Regions from separate parts of the Oryctolagus cuniculus genome. Here region 1 is linked to region 2. The links are chromatin contacts, called in public Hi-C maps. All regions are on one chromosome and are shown on one strand. The core of a region is the stretch at or near the end of the contact, and the rest is flanking DNA. Distances in the headings are between cores, read along the strand shown.

The links. Hi-C and Micro-C count contacts between places; a contact is called where the count stands out from the background.
Region 1: a contact with region 2 is called in a Hi-C map of embryonic fibroblasts, with 2.6 times the contacts expected there. The contact joins two enhancer-like sites. A contact is called at or near these places in 3 of 6 Hi-C or Micro-C datasets (embryonic fibroblasts, psoas muscle and an unstated tissue).

The regions. Positions count from the first base shown.
Region 1 is chr6:44,562,673-44,567,998 of mOryCun1.1, reverse strand. No RefSeq gene overlaps it. Among named protein-coding and RNA genes, the nearest start is that of ADAM19, 49 kb to the right of the region's middle. Within about 2 kb of position 1,913, at least 1 of the 8 cell types and tissues checked has an H3K27ac peak or open chromatin away from gene starts, as enhancers often do.
Region 2 is chr6:44,325,539-44,331,629 of mOryCun1.1, reverse strand. CYFIP2 (cytoplasmic FMR1 interacting protein 2) reads right to left here. Exons shown (of 32, transcript XM_008255326.4): 25 at 1,661-1,804; 26 at 415-505. Among named protein-coding and RNA genes, the nearest start is that of FNDC9, 6.9 kb to the right of the region's middle. Within about 2 kb of position 2,424, at least 1 of the 8 cell types and tissues checked has an H3K27ac peak or open chromatin away from gene starts, as enhancers often do.

The DNA of each region.
Region 1 (5,326 bases), core at 664-3,163, 240 kb before region 2:
TGCACAATACCATTTTGATGTGGTTAAAGAGCGAAAGTTGAATTTCTTGGTTGATAGAGGGCAAACATTGTTACTTCACATGTAAACTAAAGCACCATTGGGTTATCCATATGTTTGATGTTTTTGCTATGAAGAAATGTAAGCAATAATTTGACCCATTTGATTCATTCTTCTTTTAATAGCACCTTTGTGACTAAACTTGGTTTTTATCATAGACTTTATTCCTATAGACAGATTGGTTGGGGGATGGTACAGAACAGAGTTCAGTATTTCCTAACTACTTGTCTTCCTTCCTTCCTCTGGTGCCTTCTTTTCTTTCAGATTGTGCAACTCTTTTGGGGGGGGGGATTTATTTGTTTATTTGAAAGATAGAGTTACAGAGGAAGAAGGAGAAACATTGTCTTCCATCTGCTGATTCACTCCCCAGAGGGCTGCAATGGTCAGGCAGAAGCCAGGAGCCATGGTCTCCCATGTGAGTGGCAGGGCTGAATCACTTGGGCCATCTTCTGCTGCCTTCTGAGATGTATCAGCAGGGAGCTGGATTAGAAGTGGAGCAACTAGGCCATGGACCAGTGCCCACTTGGGATACCAACATCACAGGCAGCAGTATTATCTGCTACGCCACAATGCTGGACCCTGCAACTCTTTTATTCTTTTTCTACTTCTTCCTTAGTGTTGAGATCATATGCCAGAAGTTTCAATTGTTTACATATCTACACTAGAATTTAGGTCGGGAAATCTGAGTATCCCTTATTTAGAAAAGTACCCAGCTGCAGATATGCATGCCTGACTGCAAATGCTTGTATCTGCTTATTTATAGCTCTGCAAACTACTGACTAGAGATCTACAGACTAAACAAAGGCCTGTCCCATTGGCAGTAATTCATCCACCTCTCCAAGTGATCAAAGTGAAATTCTCTAAGCTGCTTTCTAATAGGTCTTGCCTTGTTTGTTCTTATGAATTGGAGGTAATGACATTTGCTGTAAGAGTAGTCTCAAAATATGTTGAAATGTCAGTACGTTTAGAATGACAAATGGTTCTGTGCTTTGGTCAAAGCTGGCCATTTGCAAATGAAAAGTTTCACTGCAAATAGACTGAAAATAGATTTGGTCTTTCACGTTGCTGAGTTAGCAAGTTTAGAAAGGCAAGAAAGTGTGGTTCTCTACATATGTTAGAAGCCAAAGCCTTTTAGATATTCTGACAAAGTTTGGTCAAATAATTGTTTGGAAACACATGTCATGACCCCACCTTGGAGTATATCAGTGTATATTGTCATTGTAATGACTCAAAAGTCTTGCAGTAAAGAAAGAAATTGAACCCTGTTTTATCTTAGTGTTTTGGAACTTCATAACATGTATGCCACAACATTACCCCATTCCCATTTTTGGTGACATAATGCCTACTAACACATCAGAGAAAACAATTAGGGAAATGCTGGTGGCTTTGGTGTTTAAATCGTTGACTTCACTTATGGTTTTCAGCATTGGCCATCTCAAACCTGTCAATGAAAGAAAGTTGTGCCTGAATGAACTGTTTTCTGCATTAAGTAATAGTCATAAAGGATGGAAGAATTGAACCTTACAAATGTTGCAAATTGCCATTGGCTATTAAACTGTTTTTTTTTATTAATGAAAGTTGATATTATACCCAAGAATTCAAGTAGGCAAATGTGCCACATACTCACACAAGTATATTTTTCACCATATCAACCAGCTATTTGTAGGATTATTCGTGAGCCAAAATTATGAGCTGCTTTTGAAAGTTGTAGTGGGAATAGTTGGAACTGATTTTAAAATGAAGTTCTGGGGATTCTCTGAACTATTTCTGATATTTGAAAGTAGTTTAATGTGGGTGGAGTAACTCTGAAATTTTTTTTGTTCTGCATTTTGAAACAGATTCTGTTGAGACATCCTTTTTTAGCTTTCTGAATCATCTTCACATTTTAGGATTTAAGAGAAATTCCAAAGGCATCACTGTAAAGCTATCTGAAACAAGTGTTGAAGGCTTTACAATTTTATCTAATTCTATTTAGTGAAAAATTCCGTATCCTTTGATTTACTTTTTCTCTTTATGGTCTGCATTCTCATGGTCTGATCCAACCTTTCAAGTCTCCTTTGTGATGAGTTTAGCACAAATTTTAGTAAAATTTTCCTTAAATAATATTTGCAAGCAAAGGGGTAAAATGGGGAAAGGCTGCTTGCTACACCCTTATATCTGGCTCCTTCCTTGAAACCACATTAAGGAAATATCTTATTTCTAAACAAAACAAGAATAAAAAACAAAACGAAAGAAAATGAACAATATCTTACCTGTATTCTCTTTCAAAGGAAGAACTTTAGAAAGCTAAGTTTTTACATGCGCTTCCTACAATATGTTCTGTAGAGGCTGGCAACCCCTTCTAGAGCATGTCTTTTCTTTGAAGCCATATGTAATTACACAAGTTCTAAGTGATGGAAAGGTGTAATGTAACGAATTACCCAGGTCCTGATTTTCCCAGGACAGAGGGGAGGGAGTTACAGGAGGTGGGATTTTTAGTGCCAAAATTGAGAAACTCCTGGGCAAACATGGACAAGTTGGCCACCCTATTGAATAAAATGAATACTGAATTATCCAGGCAGCTGGAAATGGCAAATTGTGCTATGCAGATGTAAAATTTGAAATTGCCAAGTCTCTTTCTCCAAGAAAGATTATAAGTAAATTTGTATGGAGCATACAGAGGAAGGCTTGGGATAGGATTCAGGAAGTATAGAGAATGGAGAGGTCCTACTAGAGACCTGGCAGTATGTAACTATTAATACCTGGGGTTCTTTTATCAGAAAACTTGTTTACTTATTTACTTCCAAGTTTACTTGGAAGCTTAGAAATACTTTGCTTACAAACCAGAGAGAGTGAATGTTTTATTAGAGGAGTGTTAGCCTAGAGTTTTTAGCACAATACAAAGCTGGGCTGCTTTGACACAGATAATGTCCCAAGTCAAGTTTTAGACTCTGAGACACTATCTTTGGCAGTGTATTTCAAGGTTCCACTTCTAACAAAATGAACTCGGGTGCTGGATAAAAATACAGCCATTCCTGAGATGTATAGAATCAGAATTTCTTCAACTAGACCCTAGGAATCTTCATTTTTAATAAGCTTTTCAGGTGATTCTTAAGCACACTTACCATTGATACTATTTAACCTGAGACTTATTTTCAAGTTTTATTTGTTATGAAAATAACAAAACCATGTTGAAAGGAACTTATAGAGGAGAAAAAAAATTTAATCTATCTAATATTGTTTTTATGACATTCTTTCCAATATTTGACCATGTACTCACACATTTTTTGCATAACTATAATAACATAAATACAGTTTGCTCAACAGGTTAATATGAGCATCATATAGCTTCAGGCAGTTAGACAAAATAATCATATGAAAGGATTGGAATTACAGTTTCTTTAAAACATCTCAATAATCTGTCTTAGTAGATTTCAATGTTGTGAAATCAGAGAGAACTCTTACACATGGAGGGAGATTTTTTTCTCTAAGCACTCATTGTTTCTGGGATATGATGGTTTTGAAGTCACTGTTGGGCTGAAGTCATTTCCGTTCTGAGAACTGAATAGCTAGGGGGTAGGCAGATATTCCAAGATGATTTTGGGTGTCAATATGGAGGATGAGGAGCAGAGCTTGTGGAAGGAAGAGTGCTACCAAATGGATCATACTGTGCTCCCTTTCTAGACAATCTGCTTTAGGACTTCCCCTGACTAATTGTGCTGATTCTTCAGGTTTCAGGTCAGGTATCTGCTTCTTATCTCCCAGTGACTACTTTCCTTTTTTTTGGAGGGGGTGGGCAGTAATAGAACCCTAAATTTCTAGCTATGTGCATCGTGCATGGCAAATCTGAATAGAGACTTTATTTCATCTGTTGATTGGAGTTACATGTACAAGTTCCAGAAAAATGTCCTTCAAGGGGGAAGTTGTGCTCTTGTTTGCCCCTTTGTCCTTTCCTACTCACAGGGATTTTTTTTAAGATTTATTTATTTGAAAGTCAGAGTTACACAGAGAGAAGGAGAAGCAGAGAGAGAGGTCTTCCATCCACTGGTTCACTCCCAGTTGGCCACAATGGCTGGAGCTGCACCAATTCAAAGCCAGGAGCCAGGAGCTTCCTCCAGGTCTTCCCACATGGGTGCAGGGGCCCAAGCACTTAGGCCATCTTCCACTGCTTTCCCAGGCCATGGCAGAGAGCTGGATTGGAAGTCGAGCAACAGGGACTCAAACTGGTGCTCATATGGGATGCTGGCACTGCAGGCGGTGGTTTTACCTGCCACGCCACAGTGCTGGCCCCTCACAGGGATTTAGGAGTAATAGCTGGAATCTGAGCAATCATCTTGGATCATGTCAGTCTTATGCTGAAGATGGTAGAAAAATAAGACAGGATCACTATATTGACACTGGCTTTCTTTCCTCAAGAGTTTGAGTGAAGAATAAATGTCTGTTGTTTCATCCACTATGATTTTGTATCCTGTGGCACGTGCAACTGAACCAAATTCTATCCCAAATTCTTCCCCTTCAGAAAGTATTTCTCTAACCCTTAAAGACTAAGCTGGTTGTTCCTGCTTTATGTTCCCTCAATACCTTTGTTTATATCTACAGGGTTTACAAACCTGTATCCTCAACATCACTGGCCAGTGGAATTCATAGGGTAGCTTGCCAGTAATGCTTCCCATGTCTGATTACTTACCTATGAAAGAAAGAAAGAAAGAAAGAAAGAAAGAAAGAAAGAAAGAAAGAAAGAAAGAAAGAAAGAAAGAAAGAAAGAAAGAAAGAAGGAAGGAAGGAAGGAAGGAAGGAAGGAAGGAAGGAAGGAAGGAAGGAAGGAAGGAAGGAAGGAAGGAAGGAAGGAAGGAAGGAAGGAAGGAAGGAAGGAAGGAAGGAAGGAAGGAAGGAAGGAAGGAAGGAAGGAAGGAAGGAAAAGAAAGAAAGAGAGAGAGAGAGAGAAAGAGAGAAAGAGAAAGAAAGAAAAAAGGAAGGAAGGAAGGAAGGAAGGAAGGAAGGAAGGAAAAGAAAGAGAGAGAGAAAGGGGAGAAAGAGAGAGAGAGAGAAAGAGAAAGAGAGAAAGAGAGAAAGAGAGAGAGGAAGGGAAAGAAAGAAGAGAGGGAGGGAAGAACTAAGTGAAGGAGGGAGGATCCTGGACCCTTAAAAGTTGAATATTTGAGTATGAGACCTGGGAATTTGTATCTGATTTTGAATACCACCAGGGAATGATTAACAAATTGAGAGGTAGAGCTTAGAATTTTCCTCCCACTGACCTCATATTTCCTTTGGCCTCCCTTTCTTCTCTATG
Region 2 (6,091 bases), core at 1,175-3,674:
TCATCTCCTTCCTATCATACCGAGCCAGCACCTGACATCTTGCTTTTTTGGAAAAACACATTTTCTGACTGCCTTTTTGCTCAGTCACCTTAGCTTACTTGGCACAGTGGCCTGGGACAACTGTGTCTAACTGAGCAAATGCAGGAAAGCGCTCCGAGACAAGCTAATGCAGACTCCAGCAAGTCCATCTTCCAGTGCGTCCATCACATGGGCTGCAGTCCTGGGAGGCGGGCATGGGAGATGGTCTTGCTTAGAGGAACTGCAAAGGGTTCCAGGTTATCTGGCCAGGGGTGGGATGCAGAGCCAGTGCTCTCCTTCCTCACTGCCTGGTGAGAGGGGCAAATATTCCAGGTTGTGTGGCCAGAGCTCCCCTCCCCTCCACGGGTGCAGGTGGACTACGTTCCTATCACCCACCTGGAGAGCCGTACTCGTGCCGGGGCAAGCGGCATATCTTGGGCATCACCTCTATCAGAGTTTTCACATACTGGAGGATGGTCCCTTGGAGCTGCCAAAGGAAGAATAGTGATGAGCAAGGGAAACATTGTTGCAGTACACAGCCAGCGTCTCCAGGATGCCAGGGCAGGGGTATGCAGGCTCTGCTGAAACATCCCAGTACAGCCCTGCCCCCTGCAAGGAGGGAGCAGGGAAGGCGGGGGACAGTCCCACTGATCTTTACCAGGGAAAACGGGCCTCCGTAGGACAGAAAGGGCAGCTCTCACTACTCTCCCAGACTTACACACTTCAAGAGCCGCACATTTCTAGGCATGGGGTCCTTCCTGGGGTTGCGGATGCTTATGTGAGATACAGACTAAGAGCTCAAAGGAAATAGGGCCAGGATCCCTGGGAATTTAGAGACATTATGTAATTTAAGCATGGAAAATGCATGGCACATTCATTCCTCCTACATCCACAGCAGACACCTTTAATCAATTATCATGTTTTCCCTTTTAAATCTGGATTTAGCTTCACAATCCTTAATGGTCCATGGCTCCACATAGCTGCTGCCAAAGAACCAGAGTTTGTGGATGAATTCTATTTGCTATTCCTCTGCCTTGGTTAGACACTACCTTGTTTATTTCTCTTTTGTCATCTGGAATTTTCAAGAAAGTCTTGTTGAAAGGTTCTGGCTTTGCTTCAGCAGTCTTGGAGTGAATTAAATGAAGGTTCAGTTGAGCATGCTTTGGGCAGATACACCATGGTGGTACAGGGACAGAGAACTCCCTTGAAGTACTGCAGTACAGGTGGTAGTGATTTAGCAAGAACTCCCAAGGGGAAGGAGTGTGGTGATTGATTAGAGATGTCTGCCATGGGTATGGGCGTGGAAGATGGCAGCACATCTGTCATGGATTTGCCATGCTCAAATTAGATAATGCAGCACAAGTGAGGAGCATGAGGAGTCAGCAACAGGTGTTGAAGGTCAAAATCAGGATTGCTGAGTTCACTCATCAAAAATAAGTCAGGGTCCAGAAAAGGGCGACAAAGCCACAGCTCAAAGGGTACACAGCAATGTAGCAGAAGGATGGTTAAGGACAATCGAGGGATACAGGAGTGGACTCCCTGTGTGATTTATAGAGGCAGAGCTGGGATGTGCTTTCACAGGCCAAAAGAGCCAAACTTACTCAAGTCAACCCCGCTCGGGCACATCCCAAGCCTTACTCACCAAGCTCTTGACGATCTTCAGCAGCTCCTCCATGACCACGGCAATGCCCTGGTAACCCAGCAGTCTGCAGATAGTCTTGAAGTGCGGGGGCCCCACGAAGTTCCTGTAGGAGCTGTAGATGTGGCTGTAGGCAATGTTGAGGGGCTGGAAAACAGGTGAGGGAACACAGGCTCAGGGTGGTGAGTCACCTGCTCAGGGTCACACAGTGGGTAGACAACTGAGCTCTGATCTGAACCAGGTATGGCCAATTCCAAGACCCATGGTCTTAACCTGTTCCATAACTGTGACCTTCAGAAGTCGAATTCTTACATAAACCATAGTCAGTTTTCAGATAAAGTTTCATTTCAAAAACTTAGTTCTGAGTATAGTTTTCCTACCTGGAATTGTAAAAATCTTGTGCATGAACATGAAAATGAGGGAAAACCACCTCTGATATTCTATTAGCTGCAATTCTCTGTGAGTTGGCTAATGAGAAATTTTATACAACTTCAATAGGTCTACGGTGATGCTTTGGAGGAATGAGAGATTCTAGAATCCCTCTATAGTCATCAAGAGAAAATTTATAGTCTAATTTTTGAGTTTTCTTTTTACTATACACAAATCTAAACTTCACGAGCTTCACGATAATAGTACCCTCTAGTAACAAGGAGACACAAAGTAGTTCCCGCTACTAACAAGTTCGTGAAGAACTGCACACCCACTCATTCACCAGGCTGGATAATGGTTCACTGGGTAAGCTCACACCCACCTACCAGGAGGCTTGCAGCGTGACAAAGAGCAGGCTTCTGTACTCAACACTGAGAAGCTACCAGAGTAAACCCTGCCTGAGCCATGGAGAGGGACAAGTGTTATGTAGTTTATAGACATATGAGCCAGGAATGGTCTCTGGAGAGAAGTGTACCTAACTTCAAACGTGGTGTTCACTGACAGTGACGGTCAGCAAAGCCTGTACGTATAGGAACTGCTGACTGTGATTTAGCCAAACATGGGATGAGACCATGCGACGGTGTGTGTCTGTTGTTTCTGTCGTCCACTCTATGGTCCTTCTGTGAAATTAGCCTGACACAGAACATTTCACCACAGGTAATTAGACCTCAATAAAAAAGGAAAAAAAAAAAAAAAAAACACTGGGTTGCATCATAGCCTACTTTTCTGCCCAGAATTATTTTCAGAGATGTAAAAGCAGAGCGAGCCATGCTGTGCACTCTCTCCTGAAAGAGGTGGCAGCTGGAGTCTGCACAGACATCAGCAGATGATGACCTGGGGTGCTCTGACTCAGCTTGTGCACTGGACCAACAGCCTTCTTGTTCCCACTTACACTGAGGACTCAGCCTCTCTGAACCCAGGAGAGCTCACGTCATACTCTCCTTTGTCCACTTGTCAAAAATCCCATGAAAGGCATTTTTGAGTAGCAGCGAGCTGTCGTATAGGTAACTTGGAGGGACCGAGATCCAGGAACAAGTCCATAAGCTGTACTACATTAGATGCCCTTGGGCAAATTACCTAAACTCTCTGAGCCTTGGTTTCCATGATGTAAACATAATACCCGATGCAACAGGATTGCTGCAGGTTTAAATGAGACAGCATGCATAAAGCAGCTGGCACGGTGCTGGGCACACTGAGGTAACAGCCATGAATATATCATGTTTGATACAGTGGTAAATAAAAGCTGGGAAAAATCCAGCTTCCTGGTCAAGTTTGCCCTCTCGGCTTTGCCAGCGGCTGTGATTCTATGAATATCGCTAAGTGTGAGGGAAAAATCTTAGACAACACAGTCAGTCAGTATCCGACAGGGGCATGGCAGAGGTCAGAGCAGGGGCCAGCTGATGGAATGCACCCAAAACTGTAGACTGTGCTCAATACAAAAAAATTACAAAAATGGGAGTTTCTAATGACAGCCTGTGTGCTGGGTACATTCTCTACTGCAAGCGTCCAGGTGGAGAGGTGAGAAACACCACGTAAGGCTGTTAACAGGGAACCTGCCGCCTACGGTCCTGCCCAGGATCGCAGGATGGATCAGAGGAGCTCCGATGCCCCCTGTGGACACTTGAGCTCTGGGCATTTTCCCCGCATGCTCGGCCTTCCTAGCATTCCCCTTGGCCTTGCCCCCTACCCAAGGGCTTCTAGAGTCAAGTCTCCCCAGAATTTCCTGGCAAGCACAGATACTTGTGAACATACACTCAGACATACAAAAACTGTTCAGCAGGCCATCCTAGTTCTAGGCACAGGAGAATAATTTTGGAATTGTTTTGCCACACGAGAGCTTTAAGAATCCCAGCACAGAACCATCTGGTGTGCTGGGGAGGCCTCTGGCTCCCACTTGTCATCAGTCCTGGCCTTCAGTCTGGACTGGAAGCTTAGGCCTTGGTTGCTGGTCTGTGCTGTGTTTCTTGCAGGAAGGACCAGCACGAACTGAGCAGAATTCAAATTCTTCTTCTAAATAAACACGCCCCGCCCCCAGCCCTGGAAAGCCCCCAATACGTCACACACATGCAAGAGGAAACACACGCATGCTGAGAAGTCATGCACACACACCCCCGCAGGGCACCCGTCTGACCTGCTGGCTCAATAGGAGGCTGGGCCCTATTGAGAAAATGTGGGAATAGGGGAGCCTGGGCATTTTCTGAGGTTTGGCAGAGAAAAACAGGAAGGCAACATGACTTGAGACACTGGACACTTGCCACAAATCTCACACCCTGAAGCAACTCTGCTCACTGACTCACGTGACAACCAGCAGTGAGCGGGAAACTAATTATTTGGTCAATCTGTTTACCGTTGCACATTTAAAATCAAGCTTGCTTACGTCCACACCACACCAAATAGATAACTTCCTGAGACCTCAAGAAATAAATAATCCTGAATCAGGAATCAAAGCTGTATTATTACTGTGACATTGATCTTTGCTTTTTTTAAGGAAGCAAAATAATGTTTTACACTTGATCTTAGAAAGCTGAGAAGTGATGCAAAATAATATTTTAAGGGTAGGACATGATCTGGTAGATCCTAACCACTGTAATATTATTTGGAGATGAACTTTTTTAAAAATTGAGGCAAAATTACATACTATGAAATGGATCATTTGAACTGTCTTTCTCTGCTGTATGCGGACTTCTACTCATCAGGCCTCTCTCTGACTGGATGGTAAGTGCGGCCAGCCACCACACACAGCCTCGTGTTTTTGGCAAACCAAATTTGTGAGCAATTTGCATCTCTGCTCTCTGGAACCACAAGTGCTGTTTTCAGAGATCCCAAGAGGAATTAAAACCATTCCTAGTTTCCTGTTTTTATTACAATGTCTCTAATGAACTCCACCAGCCCACAAACACAAACACAGCTCTCTAACTTGGCTGAGTGAGCTGTGACCCAGCTCTCTAAACACTGCAGGTAAATGAAGAGCGGGGTGAATGAAAACAATAGTGCCACTGTCCTTGGCGGGAAGGTCACAGCGAGGTGCTCACAGCTTGGGAAAACTGCAGAGGTGTCTGTCCCTTCTGGACACGGGGTGAGCCACAGGGCTGGGTCTCCAACCTCTGGGGCCTTCTTGGCCTTCTCCGCTCACACTTACTCTAGTGATCTCAAGAAGTGATGTCCCTTTCTTTCTGAGCCACGAGTTGGTGCTCTGGAGAAGGCAGGAGAACAGCAGCCGGCCCTCCAGTAATTCACCCAAGAGGACTCAGAGATGCTAACAGGCTGGAGGAAACCACTGTCGTCACTTTCCTTTGGCACAGGTGCCGCAGTCTGCGACATTTCTCTCTGAATGTTTTCATATACTAATTCCTTCCTAACTGCCTAGGTAGTTCCCTGTGGCTGCTGTCACAAACTTGGTGACTTAAAACAGCAGAACTGGGGGGACCGCTGCTGTGGTACAGCGGGTTAATGCCCTGGCCTGAAGCACCAGCATCCCACATGGGTGCCAGTTTGAGACCCGGCTGCTCCACTTCCAATCCAGCTCTCTGCTGTGGCCTGGGAAAGCAGAAGATGGCCCAAGTCCTTGGGCCCCTGCACACCCATGTGGGAGTCCCAGAAGCAGCTCCTGGCTTCGGATCAGCACAGCCAACTGGGGAGTGAATCAGTGGATGGAAGACCGACCTCTCTCTCTGTGCCTCTCCTCTCTCTGTGTAACTCTGACTTTTGAAAAAATAAATCAATCTTAAAAAAAAAAAAAAAGAACTTATTCTCTAGTACATTTGGAAGCCAATAAAGCTAAAATCACTATCACAGAGCTAAAGTCTCTCCAAAGGCTCCAGGGGACAATCTGCTCCTTGCCTCTTGCAGCCTCCAGGGGCTGCCAGCATTGCCCAACTTGCAGCTACACCGCTCCAATCTTCAAATCTCACCCGCTCTCCTAAGTGGATGACTTTCTCTGCTTCTCTCCTATGAGGACACCTGGATGGCACTTAGGTCCCTCCCTGATCATCTTCCTATCTCAAG